Regions from separate parts of the Mus musculus genome. Here regions 2, 3 and 4 are each linked to region 1. A link is a contact called in public HiChIP or PLAC-seq data. All regions are on one chromosome and are shown on one strand. The core of a region is the stretch at or near the end of the contact, and the rest is flanking DNA. Distances in the headings are between cores, read along the strand shown. Region 1 overlaps Cdkl3 (cyclin-dependent kinase-like 3). Region 2 has its middle 25 kb from the start of Gm51894. Region 3 has its middle 4.1 kb from the start of Gm46281. Region 4 has its middle 19 kb from the start of Gm39822.

The links. HiChIP or PLAC-seq counts read pairs in DNA pulled down with a chosen protein or histone mark.
Region 2: a FOXA1 HiChIP or PLAC-seq map of pancreatic cancer cells shows a contact between it and region 1. The contact joins two enhancer-like sites. A contact is called at or near these places in 1 of 15 datasets of contacts at CTCF or cohesin (pro-B cells), 13 of 484 Hi-C or Micro-C datasets (the AML12 cell line, B cells, CD4 T cells and 10 more) and 10 of 115 datasets of contacts at active chromatin or transcription factors (CD8 T cells, the NIH/3T3 cell line, double positive thymocytes and 6 more).
Region 3: a contact with region 1 is called in a FOXA1 HiChIP or PLAC-seq map of pancreatic cancer cells. The contact joins two enhancer-like sites.
Region 4: a contact with region 1 is called in a FOXA1 HiChIP or PLAC-seq map of pancreatic cancer cells. The contact joins two enhancer-like sites. A contact is called at or near these places in 3 of 115 datasets of contacts at active chromatin or transcription factors (extraembryonic endoderm stem cells, microglia and pancreatic cancer cells).

The regions. Positions count from the first base shown.
Region 1 is chr11:52,078,720-52,082,064 of GRCm38.p6, forward strand. All of the region lies in intron 13 of Cdkl3 (cyclin-dependent kinase-like 3), which reads left to right. Among named protein-coding and RNA genes, the nearest start is that of Ppp2ca, 18 kb to the right of the region's middle. Within about 2 kb of position 1,497, at least 179 of the 459 cell types and tissues checked have an H3K27ac peak or open chromatin away from gene starts, as enhancers often do. A contact at or near this core is called in the AML12 cell line, the NIH/3T3 cell line, cerebral cortex and 3 more, where this site is marked.
Region 2 is chr11:52,332,390-52,335,734 of GRCm38.p6, forward strand. No RefSeq gene overlaps it. Among named protein-coding and RNA genes, the nearest start is that of Gm51894, 25 kb to the right of the region's middle. Within about 2 kb of position 1,497, at least 145 of the 459 cell types and tissues checked have an H3K27ac peak or open chromatin away from gene starts, as enhancers often do. A contact at or near this core is called in the AML12 cell line, the NIH/3T3 cell line, cerebral cortex and 3 more, where this site is marked.
Region 3 is chr11:51,891,458-51,894,802 of GRCm38.p6, forward strand. No RefSeq gene overlaps it. Among named protein-coding and RNA genes, the nearest start is that of Gm46281, 4.1 kb to the left of the region's middle. Within about 2 kb of position 1,509, at least 12 of the 459 cell types and tissues checked have an H3K27ac peak or open chromatin away from gene starts, as enhancers often do. A contact at or near this core is called in pancreatic cancer cells, where this site is marked.
Region 4 is chr11:51,914,441-51,917,785 of GRCm38.p6, forward strand. No RefSeq gene overlaps it. Among named protein-coding and RNA genes, the nearest start is that of Gm39822, 19 kb to the left of the region's middle. Within about 2 kb of position 1,786, at least 316 of the 459 cell types and tissues checked have an H3K27ac peak or open chromatin away from gene starts, as enhancers often do. A contact at or near this core is called in pancreatic cancer cells, where this site is marked.

The DNA.
Region 1 (3,345 bases), core at 247-2,746:
TACCTAGAAGTAATAATAGCTTTGAGCTGATGATTGTGGAGACAGATAATGGGGCCTTCCCTTGCCTGGGGAAGTGGGGCCATTATACTATTCACTATATTACATAAATTTGTGAGTAATTATGACCTCTATACATGTTTGAGATTATACATGTTACATTTGCTTAATTATTGTGCATATGTATATATATTACACATGCTTGGAAACAGACATACGTTTTCAATGACCACTCTTTAGGTAGAGGGCAGGGTGGATCATCCTTAGATCTCCCACGAGTTCTGTGAGATAAAGGAGAACTCCTGGTGACTTCTCCAGAGACTCGTTCGCCCAGTAGCACCTCGTCTTCCCGTATGGCATTCTCGTCACCCCTGTGCCACCTCAGTCAAGTGTGGGCTAAGCTAACTTGACTGAGCAGTGGCCAGCTGTGTGTGCGTTTCTCTGCACCTTTTATCTGTGTCCTCAGCTTTCATGTCTGGCTTCTTCCATTCTTTGCAGGGCTTTCCACCTACTCAGCCCGACATCCTGTGACAATGGATGTTATGGTGTCTCGGGGATTATAAAGTGTTATATTAAAGAGGAGATAAGACATCAAAGAATAGACACTAATGTTTTCAAAATGGTGATTACCTGGGGCTGGGATCAGTGTCCAAACCATCTGAGCTCACTCACACACTGAAGCTAGGAGATCACAGCATGCTTTTTCTTCCTGCAAAAATAGAAATAATCTAAAGACAGTGCCTTAATTAGTGTTTCTATCACTACGATAAACACCACGACCAAAAGCAAATTGGGAGAAAGGGCTTATTTCATCTTACAGCTGTAGTATTTATGTAGTCCATCACTCAGGAAACTCAGGGAGGGACTGAAGGCAGAGGCCATGAAGAGTGCTGCTTGCTGATTTCCTTTTTATGCCTTACTCAGCCTGCCTTCCTATACACTCTAGGACCACCGGTCAACCTTGGGGGCTTTCTCAGAGGATGTGGGAATCAAGTGATTGGTTACTAGAATGACACATCTTAAGAATTAAGATCTCAGAGCTGGAGAGATGGCTCAGCGGTTTAGAGCACTGACTGCTCTTCCAGAGGTCCTGAGTTCAAATCCCAGCAACCACATGGTGGCTCACAACCACCTGTAATGGGATCTGATGCCCTCTTCTGATGTGTCTGAAGACAGCTACAGTATACATATATATAATAAATAAATAAATCTTTAAAAAAAAAGAATTATGATCTCTAGTGTGGGCTTTAAACATAGTTTTGGGAGGTTGCTTGTGTTTCAAGCAAGCTGTTAAAACAACCAAATGAATCACTCTGGGGAGTGGGTGATACTGTGGGCCCTTCCTGGTTCGAGGCTGAAACTGGGCTATGTCTGTGGTAAGGAACTAGAGGAGGAAGCAGAGCTGACTCATTAAGATTTCAGAAGCCTGGTATGTGGAGCTAGGAGTCCCTGGCTGTTGCCAAGGCAACAGCACAAAACTTTCTTATCCAAGAGCTTGACCCAAGGGGAGGGGAACGGCTGGTGCGCTGGTGCGGTTGGCCACTCATCTGTGCATGCTGAGTTGCTCAGGGAACTGCAGGGAGGTCAGGTGTTCTCGCTGGTGTTATTCAGTTCTCCAGCATGTTGGCTTTAGAGAGACTCTCAGTGGGACTTCTCAGTGTGAGTGCAGGGGCCATGTTGTCCAGAAGGAGGTGGTGAGCTGGGGCTGGAGTCATAAGCTGCTGTGATCTGCCCAAACTCAGGGCCAGGCCAGGAGGGGACAAAAGCTAGGCCACAGCCACAGGAAGGCCAGATCACACTTATATAGTGCTTACATACATGGGCTACATAGTAAACTCTTACCTCACAAAGCTAAAATAAACTAGCAAAAATATACCAAAAACAACTTTTGCCCGGCAATAGTGGCACACGCCTTTCATCCCAGCTCTTGGGAGGCAGAGGCAGGTAGATCCCTGAGTTCCTGGCAAGCCTGGCCTACAGAGCAAGTTCCAGGACAGCCAGAGTTATTGCACAGTGAAACTCTGTCTTGGAAAGCCAAACAAGTTAGAAAGTTTTCTTTATAGTTAGGTATTTCATCTCCTCCATACACAGTCACTTTAAGAGGGCTTAAGTGTGTCTGTCTGCACAGTCAGCAGAATTTTTGCTGGACCTCATCCTGACCAGTTTTAAAAGCGCACCTAGATGGCTGTAGCCAAGCCATTGGTGTCCTTGGGTGGAAACCACCCTTATTTGTTTCTGTCACAAAACATTCACCCAGGGACAAACATGGGGTGACTCAGGACCAGGTCTCCACACTCTGGCAAAACTACTTGGAGATGCTGCTCAGGGGATACGACCCCATATTGCCTGTGCACATAGAGTGTGCAGCAGTGTAAGGCGAGCATGTTTCTCCACTGTCTTCAAGACAATATGAGCCATTGCTGTACCTAAGCCCCTTGCCTCAGTCTAGGGGACTGAGAGCAAAAGGGCCTATTCAGGAGAAGCCTTCACTTGTAGCTTCCTGAGTATGGACCCTGCCTCAACCATGTAGAAGGAGAGCGTGAACTGAAACCCCCTCACACACACGCACTATTGGCATGCCTGCTGAATGCACATGCACACACATGCACATCTGCATGCATGCACTGACATGCACATATACAGGATAATGATGATAAGATAGAAAAATTTTTAATTAAAAAAGAGAGAGATTTCCATGTGAGTCAGATATGGGTCACTCAGCTGGCTCCTACTGGTTTGGGGAGAGAAGTTGGAGGTTGCACACGTGTACCCATGACTAGGGAAACAGATGACAATTTGTCGTGAGTACATTCTACAGTATGCTATTCATCAGTGGAGCTGATATATGAAATGTGCAGGTGGCAATGTGGAAAAGTCTAGAAAGCATATTGAGGGGTGAGTAACAGGAAGACAGAAAGATATATAATACAGTATTATTCATATAAATGAAAATACATGCAAACATAGCACACACCTGATATGAACACATAAGCCAGAGGCAGCAACTATATTGGAATGATTGCTTCTAAGAGAAGAATGGAGAGAGGAATGGGGCAAATACACCTGTGCACACATATATACACAGATACATCATGTGCTCACACTACATACATGTGCACAAGCATGCATGCATACACAGATGCATGCATAGGTACTACTACATACATATGTACACACATGCATGTATACATACACAAATATGTGCATATGCACATAATACATACATACACTGATGCATGCATGTGCACAAACTACTACATACATGCATACATATATACTAACACATATGCAAAACAAAAGAAGAACCCTGGGTGGACTGATTAGGGTATAATGTGCTATGAACTGAAA
Region 2 (3,345 bases), core at 247-2,746, 250 kb after region 1:
ACTGAGAGGAAACATCCGGGTGTGGTGGCTTGTGCCTATAATCCCAGCACTTGGGAGGCTAAGGCAGGAGGATTACTGCGGGTTCCTGGCTCACACATCTGTAATCCCAGCACGGGGATCACCCTGAGTTGGAGGTGAGCCTGAGCTACATAAGGAGTTCCTGGGCTGCAAAGTGAGAGCTTGTCTCAAGAAACAAATCAAAAAGGGGAAGGGAAGTGGAGGGGAGGGGAGGGGGAGGGAGAAGGTGTCAGATACTTTGACTGGGAGAGTGGCTTTCTGGTTTCCTGGGTGCACCGACCTCAGTGCATTTAGTCCTGTGTTTCCCGAGGATCTTCCCGATGCCAGGCACTGTGCCAACCGGGAGAGCGGTTGGGTTGCTCTGGGATAATGTGAACTGAGCATCCTGGCACGGAAGCCCCGGGTCAGCTGCGGCTCAGTGGTGACCCTGTGATCATTATGTTCATATCTCTCTATTGGTTTCTAAGACATGGCATTGAGCGTTCCGCTGCGGAGGTACAGGGCCGGGCTCTCATTAGTCCTGCTTGGTTGTACCTGAGGCATGCTCATTAGTCTGTGTTTGGCTGTTCCCTGCGGTTGCTAAGGCTCCCAGCCCAGAGTGTAAACAAATCATCACTAGCAGAACCCTGGGTGAGAGGCCCTCTGTGCAGCAGTGCAGGCCTTGCCGGGGTCAGGAGGAGGCATCCCAAGGAGACACACAGTCTCCCTGGTCCTCTGCCCAAGCTGAGCTCTGGCCCTCATTCCTTCCTGAGTGTGCCTCTCCGCATCCACTTCAGCCACACAATCAAACATTTCTAACAAAAAGAAGAACCTGATGTGACATCACATTTAGGGAGTGTGTAAATTTGCTGTTATGAAGCTGTGGTCCTGAGCTTAAAGGAACTTTGTTGGGGGTAGAATGCAGTTGGCTTCGTTTTATCAGTGTGAGAGTTCTCTGAACATTCTAGAAGCCCTTGATGCCTTGGCTAAGCATATGCGAGAGCTCAGAAGGCCTGTGGTACCATGTCTGTTTGGCCTCAGAGGTGGTACATTGGCCTCTGACCTCGTGCTCTTAAACAAGGCAGTTCCACGTCCTGGAATATCTTGGGGGGCAAAGAAGCAGCACCCCAAGAGGCCACCCACTGCAGCACAAAGCATTCTGTCACTGCAATCTCCTTAGCTGAAGTGGGAAGACTCTGGCTTTGAAATTTCACTAGGCTCCCAGTAAAGCCAGTTTCCTTCTGGTCTGAGGCCGAGGAAGTCCTGTGTCAGAGCATGTCCAAGCCTAGGCGTTGGCACTACAGCCTGGCGGCTGGTGGGAGAGAAGCCATAAGAGGGCCCTACAGTGTGCAGGCCTGTCTGGACCATTCTTTTCCCATGGCCCCAAGCCTAAAGCTCCGGAGTTCCCTGCCAGCGTTGCCGCCTCACAGGCTGGCACCGCCTGCTCATGTGGAAGGCCTATAATTTGTGACTCATGGCCTGTCGCCGACTAGGTGTTGGCAAGCTCAGTGCCCGGAAGCACTGACTCACCAGGCTGGTCTGTGCCCGCAGCCTCCTCATGGGCATCGGGAGTAGTAAGGTCCACCAGGAGTTGCTAAGGACAGCTAGTTTAGCCCTTGAGAAGGGCGAAGGTGAGAGGCAGGACTGTCTCTGGGGCTTGGATACCAGTCAGAGGTTATTGAAACCCAAAACATTGGTGCTGTGTCAGGTATGAAAGCTTTCATCTCAGGAAGGCTCACGAAGGCCTTGACACCCATCGGCTTGTATTATAATCATAAAAAAGTGTCACGGGGGGAGGGGGCTGGTGAGATGGCTCAGCGTGATCTTCTGAAAGTCCTTAGTTCAAATCCCAGCAACCACATGGTGGCTCACAACCATCCGTAAGGAGATCTGACTCCCTCTTCTGGAGTGTCTGAAGACAGCTACAGTATACTAACATATAATAAATAAGTAAATAAATCTTTAAAAAAGAAGTGTCATGGGTTGGTCTCATGCTGCCTTCATTCAAATGCTAAATTCTGTACCCCAAGATCAGGTTGCTCCAAGACAAGCAGATCTTCATGTATACCAGCTTTTGTTGTGTAAACCTTGCCCCCCCCCAAGTTATCCATGATTGGTTAATAAAGATGCCTACAGCTTATAGCTGGGCGGAAAAGAGGTAGGCAGGGCTGAAGGGTCCCAGGCTTAGAGTCTCAGGGAGAGACCATGAGGAGAGAGAGAAAAGGACACTGGAGAAGAAGGAAGTCATCGTGGGATAGGTAGGCGGGTCATGAGCACGTGGACATGAGGGCCGGGACAGTTGGAGTAGGAGCGGCCCAGGAGGAACATGACGAGCGATATCTCAGGGTTATTGACAGAAAAGCAGCCAAAATAATAGCACAGAGAGCTGACGTCTGCCCAGCTCTGGTGCTTTAAGGCTTATTATAAATATAAAGGTTTGTGTCTTTTATTTGGGAACTAAATGATCTAAGACGGGGTAGGAGCCCCCAAATAATATTTACCACAACACTGAAGACACATTAAAGCAGTGTTTTTCAGCCGGTGGGTCATGACCCCTTTGAGAGAGGTCACCTAAGACCATTGGGAAGCACAGATATTCACATTACGATTCATAATAGTAACAAAATGACAGTTATGAAGTAGCAATGAAATAATTTTACTGTTGGAGGTCACCACAACATGAGGAACTGCATTAAAGGGTCGCAGCATGGGAGGTTTGAGAACCTCTGCATTAAAGGAATTCTTTTCCCTTATGGTCAAGACAATGAAAGCTCTGGCCTGGGTTTTTTACTTTTTTTTTTTTTTTACTGGGTTTTTTACTCGTTTTTTTTTACATTTACTTCAACAGATTAGTCATTGGCTAAAGGGCCACCCCTCTGGAAGATGGGGCTACCCTTTAGGAGTGTGGATTTACCCTGGCCACACTAAAGAGATAGGAAGAACAATTAATTATCCTTCAATGAGATAATGTACTGTTTACAGTTTTCACTCCTATTATTTGTGTGTGTGTGTGTGTGTGTGTGTGTGTGTGTGTGCATGCTGTACCTGAAGAGGCCAGGAGAGGGCGCCAGATGCCCTGGAGCTGTTGTTTATAGCTCTTATGAGCTACCCGACCTGGGTGACGGGAGCCAAACTCTAGTCCTATAGAAGAACAGCCAGGGCTTTTAACTACTGACCCATCTCTCTGGCCCCGAGATAACACACTTCTGTTTCCCACAATTCCTGCCTCTGTGTGCATTTGCTGAGCTGCAGCCACACAGCTGACTTGGTAAGTTGGCTGGATTTCCTGAAGCTCGGGAAAGTGAACTTTCTCTCTTTCCTAAGTTTGCTGTCCATAAGCATTTAACT
Region 3 (3,345 bases), core at 259-2,758, 190 kb before region 1:
CTCTCACACACACACACACACACACCAGTATAAAGGTACTTGCTACCAAACCACACACACACACCATACACAACATACACACAACATACACACACACATACACAACACACACACACACACACACACACACACACACACACACACACACACAGTAGAAAGGTACTTGCTTTGATCTGACAGCCCAAGTTTGATCCTCAGAACCCACATGGTGGAAGGAGAGAACTCATTCCCCGTTGTTGTCTTCTGACCTCTGTATCCATATTTATACACATACATGCACACATCACCAATAATTAGGTATAAGTTTTTATTATTTTTATTTGTTTTGTATGTGTGGTATGTATGAGTTCATGTACACACATGTACATATGTGCACATGGAGACAGACAAGTGGTTGATGTCAGTTGTCTTCCTCAATCACTTTCCACCTCATTTTATTTAATTAGTTTCCATTTTTTATTATGGGGAAGCCGCGTGTGCTACGGAGTGCATGTGGAGGTCAGGGGATAGCTCTGTGGAGTTGGCTCTCTCCTTCACGTGGGTTCTGGGAATCAAACTCCAGCCGTCAGGCTTGGCAGCAGGTGGCTCTGCCTCCTTGGCCACCTCACCAGCCCTCTGCCTCAGCCACCTCACCAGCCCTCTGCCTCAGCCACCTCACCAGCCCTCTGCCTCAGCCACCTCACCAGCCCTCTGCCTCAGCCACCTCACCAGCCCTCTGCCTTGGCTCTCAGACAGTATTTCTTTCCCCCTGAACCTGGAGTTCACTGGTCAGCCAGTCTAGCTGAACCACTGAGCTCCAGGATCTGTATGTCCTTACCTCAGTGCTGGAGGCACAGTTGGTCCTGCCTTACCCAGCTGTTACATGGATGCTAGAGACTTAAGTCAGGGCCTTGAGCTTGCAAGCACTTTACCAACTGAGCCATCTTCCCAGCTCCAAATGATTTCTTGTTGATGGTGGCTTGCTTTCCTGTTTATTTTAGACAGGGTTTGGCCAGACCAGGCCAGCCTCAAATCTGCAGTGACCTCCACTGGGGGTCAAGCTCAGGTGGCCTGGCGTGAGTAGTGCTTTGACTTGAGCCATCTCCCCTCTCCTAGACTCAGCGGTAGCAACACAGCTGTCAGCAACTCCAGGCTGACACTCTCCTACCTTCAAGCCCTGGTGAATGCCTTCCTAGCTGTCCAAATATCCACGACTAGCTCTGATTGGACCACAGGGTTTGGCATGGGAATCACAGACATCTCCAAACCAGCCACTGTACAGCTCCGCCCAGTTCCCAAGGCGTTCTGAAGCCCAGTATTGAGCACAATGCCCTCTGCACCATCTGGAAGGCTCCCTGCAGCTGAGCACCCTGCAGAAAGTGCTTTGCAGTTTTGCACTATGAATAAGGCGCTATACAGCTCCACGTGTAGGTAAACTCTCTGCATCTCAGCATGGTGCACAGGGCGCTCTGCAGCTCGGCAGATGCTCAACTCCGCTAAGATGCTTGTGGTTTGAATAGGTTTGACTCTCATAGACTCATGTGTTTGAATGCTTGACTCACAGGGAGTGACTTTATTAGGTGATGTGTGTCATTGTTGGAGTAAGTATGGCCTTGATGGAGGGGGTGTGTCACAGAGGGGGTGAACTTTGAGGTCTCCTATATATGCTCAAGTCTGGCCAGACTGAGCTTTCTGGCTGCCTTTGGATCAAGATGTAGAACTCTCAGCTCTTCCAGTACCATGCCCTGCTTCCTGGCATGATGATGATAATGGAGCAAACCTCTGAAAGTGTGAACTGGCCCCAATGAAATGTTGTCCTTTATAAAAGTTGCCCTGGTCACCGTGTCTCTTCACAGCATCGGAAACCCTAACTAAGACAATGCTCAATAGCTCTGTCCATAGGCGAGATGCAGCTCTGCTGGGATGGGCATGGCTCACGTGTGACTCTCATGCCAGAGAGTTCACCCCACCTTAAGCACGGGAGCAGGAAGTGTTGAGAGTAATAGTTGCCCAGGTAAAAGTGGGATGCCAGGGACTGACCGGAGAGATCACAAACTGCTCTGCAAGAGGACCCGAGTACAGTTTCCAGAACTGCACCCAGCCCCTCACAACGCCCTGCACCCGAAGCTCTAGGCCTATCTGATGCTTCTGGCCTCTCATGGGTACCTGCCCTCAAGTGCACATGCACACATGCACACACACACACAATTAAAAAGTAACAAAGATAAATTTTTTTAATAATTTTTTTTTAAAGTAAATTGGAGCTTGCTCCATCCCCTCCACGCATTGACCTGGCATTGCAGTACCTCCAGGAACGGTGCACCCCCTCCAGGGAATAAGAGCAGTCTGAAAAGTAGACTTCAGAAGCAGCCTTCTCTCTTGTCTGTGGCTCTTGCTCCACTTTCACTCTTTCCTGCCCACCAGGCTTCTTGATAGCCTATCTGTTTCTGTCGTTACTCTCTTGGTCTGCAGTGATTGACGCCTGTTACTATTTTCTGAGGCATAGACTGTTGTTGTTGCACCTTAGTCACCCTAAGATTTAAATGTCCTCTGCCAGGCAGTGGTGGCACACACCTTTAGTCTCAGCACTTGGGAAGCAGAGGCAGGTGGATTTCTGAGTTCGAAGCCAGCCTGGTCTACAGAGTGAGTTCCAGGACAGCCAGGGCTATACAGAGAAATCCTGTCTCAAAAAACAAAACAAAACAAGTAAATCAGAATGCTGTTACCAGAAGAGGGGGAATGGAAACTATGCAAGGAAACTAAATTATCAACAGGGGACAGGTGAATGTGGACCAAGTCTTCTGTTTGGAATCCGTGTACTGCTGGGCAGTGGTGGCGCACGCCTTTAATCCCAGCACTTGGGAGGCAGAGGCAGGCAGATTTCCGAGTTCGAGGCCAGCCTGGTCTACAGAGTGAGTTCCAGGACAGCCAGGGCTACACAGAGAAACCCTCAAAAAAACCAAACAACAACAACAAAGATATCCATGTGCTGATACACAGCTTTGGTGCAATAAACTTGTGAGGTGTTATTCAACTCCAAGGAAGTGTGGGGTTTCCTCGGCAGCCCCTGCCCTCTCTCAGCTCACCCCTCTAAGACCTGATTTCTTATTTTTATGTTCAGTCTGGGCACCCTGGTTCCCTTAGGGTCAACTGCCTGGGCTAAGGTTATTGGCCCCTGAATGTACTGTGCTGTCTGTGGGGACAGGAAACACAGCTTGCTCCACTCGGCACTGCACAAAGTCTTGCTGAGTGGGTGTGAATCGTTGTTGGCAGGTGAGTAGAGCCTGATACCTTTCAGAGCACTTTAGTATTGATGTTTAGTTTGGTTCTTGGTTTTCCTTTTGGCTGTTCAGAATAGAGACCGGA
Region 4 (3,345 bases), core at 536-3,035, 160 kb before region 1:
CAGTGCCTGTGAGTATAGACTCACTCATTCCATCTGGGCCAGAGCCAGCAAGTAAGGCACGTTTACAAATCGGGACTCAAACAAGTTCTAAGGGATTGGGGATTGGGGGTGGGATGGAGAGAGGAGGCTATTTTGTGCTTTTCTGAGGCTGTGACAAAATATCAACCCAAAACAACTTGTCCAGCAAAGAGATTATTTCATCTTACATTTTACAGTCCACCATCAAAGAAAACCAAGATAGGAACTTGGAGAAAGCAACAGAAGCAGAGATCATCGAGGTCTGCTGCTTAGTAGTTGCTTCCCACCTGGCTCGCTCAGCTACTTTTCTTATATAAAACATAGGCCCACCTGCATAGGGATGACACCGCCCACAGTGGGCTGGGCCCTTCCACATTAATTAGTAATCATGAAAATGCTCCACAGGCATGTCCATAGGCCATTCTGATGGAGGCTATTCCTCAATTGAGAATCCCTTTTCCCACAAAAGTGCAGGTTGTCTTAAGGTAACAAAAACAAACTCGAAAAAGGGTCTTCTACATTCAATTCTCTCCTAGAGGACAAAGAGGTTAAAGACTCTGAGAAAGTCAGTAGTAAATGGCCTGTTGGTGTGGGTCATTAGTTTTGTTTTAATTTTATTCATTTATTTATTTTAAGATACTCTCACTGGGTTTCCCTGGCTGGACTGAAACCCTCTATGTAGTCCAGGCTGTCCTTGAACTCACAGAGATTTATTTGCCCCTGCCTCCCATATCATTCTCTGACTAGTTTTGTTTTTGAGACAGAATCAATAGCTAGTGCTGGCCTCAAACTCCCCACATAGTAGGATATAGCTCAGTAATAGGTTTGAACTTCTGACCCTGAGCCTCTGCCTCCCAGATGTTGAGATTGCTGGCTTGAGTCACTGTGCCCATTTTATGCACTGCTGGAATTGAACCCAGGTTCTCCTGCCTTAAGTGTCCTAACAACTGAGGTACATCCCCAGCTATAGATCATTTATCTGTAGAATCCCCTAGCAGTCATCCTCACTGTAAAGTCCTGGGGTTACCCCTGGAGACTTTGGTCACCCTCCCTTCTCCTCCCCCTGAGGGTAGGGTGGGCGTGGGTGGGTGGTGGACAGACACTCCTGTCCTCATTTGAGGATATAAGTTGTCCTGCCCACTGCGGCCTCCACCTGCTGGGGGTACTGAGATCTTTAAATAACCACCAGGGACTCCCCCCTTCTCACACTGTAGCTTGAGTCACCCCAAAAGCTTTCCTTTCCCCCAACATCCCTCTCCAGGGCTTCCTCTCCCATCTGAGTTGCCTCTCTGAGGTCATGGGCACCGCAGACCACATTTGGCAAGAACCTACAGGGAGTGGGACCGCTTCTTGAAGAGCTCTCTCAGAACTGGTGACCCATTGGTCAGCTTCTCTAGCTAGGACTCTACCTCGAACAGAGGAAAGAAACAGGAGACTGAAGGTGGGGACGGGGGTGTGGCGACAACCCAGCACTGGCGTCTGGGAAAAACGAAGAACCTAAGCTGCCTGGATCCCTGAACTTTTTACTCTGTAAATGACAGATGAATGACGTTTCTTATGGAGAAGCCCCTCCCATCTCACCTCCCGCGGTGCTCAATCCCATTCCCCAGAAGGGAACTGGCTATTTCCCAAAACTCAGACACATCCTGGCTGGAGCTGGCTGTGGGCCTGGCACCCCCGGGCAGCTGGGCAGGGCGGGGTGTCCTGGAGAGCCACGGATGGGCCTCACACCCAGGCTGGGCCAGGACACCCAGTCCTTGGCTGAGGCCCAAACCGGCTCTGTTTACAGAATCTGTCAGCCTGGTTCCCCTCCCCCATCCACCACTTCCCCTGGAGTCCTGGGGGCTGGGAGAGGACAGGCGGGGCCAGTGGGAGCCCTAGCCGCCGGCCTCCCCATGAAGGCTCTGATATTCATCTGTTCCTAGCATCCTTTCTTCTGGCGTCCTTCTCTAAGCCTGGAGCAGCACTTCCAACTCTGAGGCAGGTGCATTTCAAGGGGGTTCGGTAGAGACAGAGCTTGCCCCCGAGGGAAGCTGAGATAAGAGGTGCAGAGATAGGCTCGGTGCCCAGCGGTGCCAGGGAGATTCCCAAGGGCTTCCTGGAATTCTCTCTAGACAGAGGAGAATGAGGCTTTCTGCTTCCTCCACACCCCAAACCCGTGGGCCCCTCGGAGCATTTCCAGAATTCCTGGAGGCACCTAGAGCAAAGTGGATTAGCCTGGAGGGTAGATTCGGGACTTTCAGGTCTACGAAGTCCAGTGACGAGGATACCAGGCGAGCCTACATGGTGACTCAGCTCCCGCCAGCAGCAAGGAAGCTCTGCGTCGGAGAGCACCGGGTTGGGGGGGTGGGGGTGGGGATGGGAGGTTGTCTGGACGCCCCGCCCCCTCTGCTCCGGGAAGGCCAGCCCACCACGCCCAGCTTCTCAAACGAACAGCAATTCCCAAGGGTTTTCTTCCTTCTGTGTGAAGTTACTGACAAAAGGCTGGTACTTGCGGAGAACTCTCTGTGATAACTTACCTTCCTTTAGAGATAAGGAAACTGAGGCACAGAGAGTCCAAACTACTGAGTGGCTGGACTGTAGTTTCGAAGCAAAACATCTTTGTCCCAAGTGACACTATGCTAGGTGATAGGGGGTGACCCCCAATGTTATCTTCCTAAAACAGGAACCTGGAGATGCCCGGGGCCTAGGGGCTAACTCTGTTTAAAAATGTGTTATTTTTGACCAGGGTGGTGGCGCTCGCCTTTTATTCCAGCTTTCGGGAAGCAGAGGCAGGTTGATCTCTGAGTTTTAGGCCAGTCTGGTCTACAGGGCAAGTCCCAGGATAATCAGAGCAACATTGAGAAACTCCCTCTCTCTCTCTTTCTCTCTCTCTCTCTCTCTCTCTCTCTCTCTCTCTCTCTCTCTAAAAAAAAAAATCAAAGCTGCAGGAGTGCTTTCTCTAGTCCATTTGCTGACAGCCTGCCTTGGTGTCAGAAGTGCCCCATTCTTGAGTTTCCTCATAGCCTTCTCTATGTTTACAGATTAATCTTTGAGACCTAAGATCTTCTTGTTCAGCAATAGGCCCAGACCCTTAGCTCTTACAGGGGCGGGGTCAAGACTAGGGCAGTGCCACAGAAAGGTAGTGTTAGTCTAGACCTTTCATCCCAGCGCTCTGTAGGTAGAAGCAGGTGAGTATTAGGCTAGCCTGGTCTACATAGTGAGGGGGGAGAGAGAGAGGGTCAGAGAAAGAGACAGAGAAAGAGAAAGACACACAGAGAGACAAGAGAGAGAGACACAGAGAAAGACACACACACACACACACACACAGAGACACAGAGAGAGACA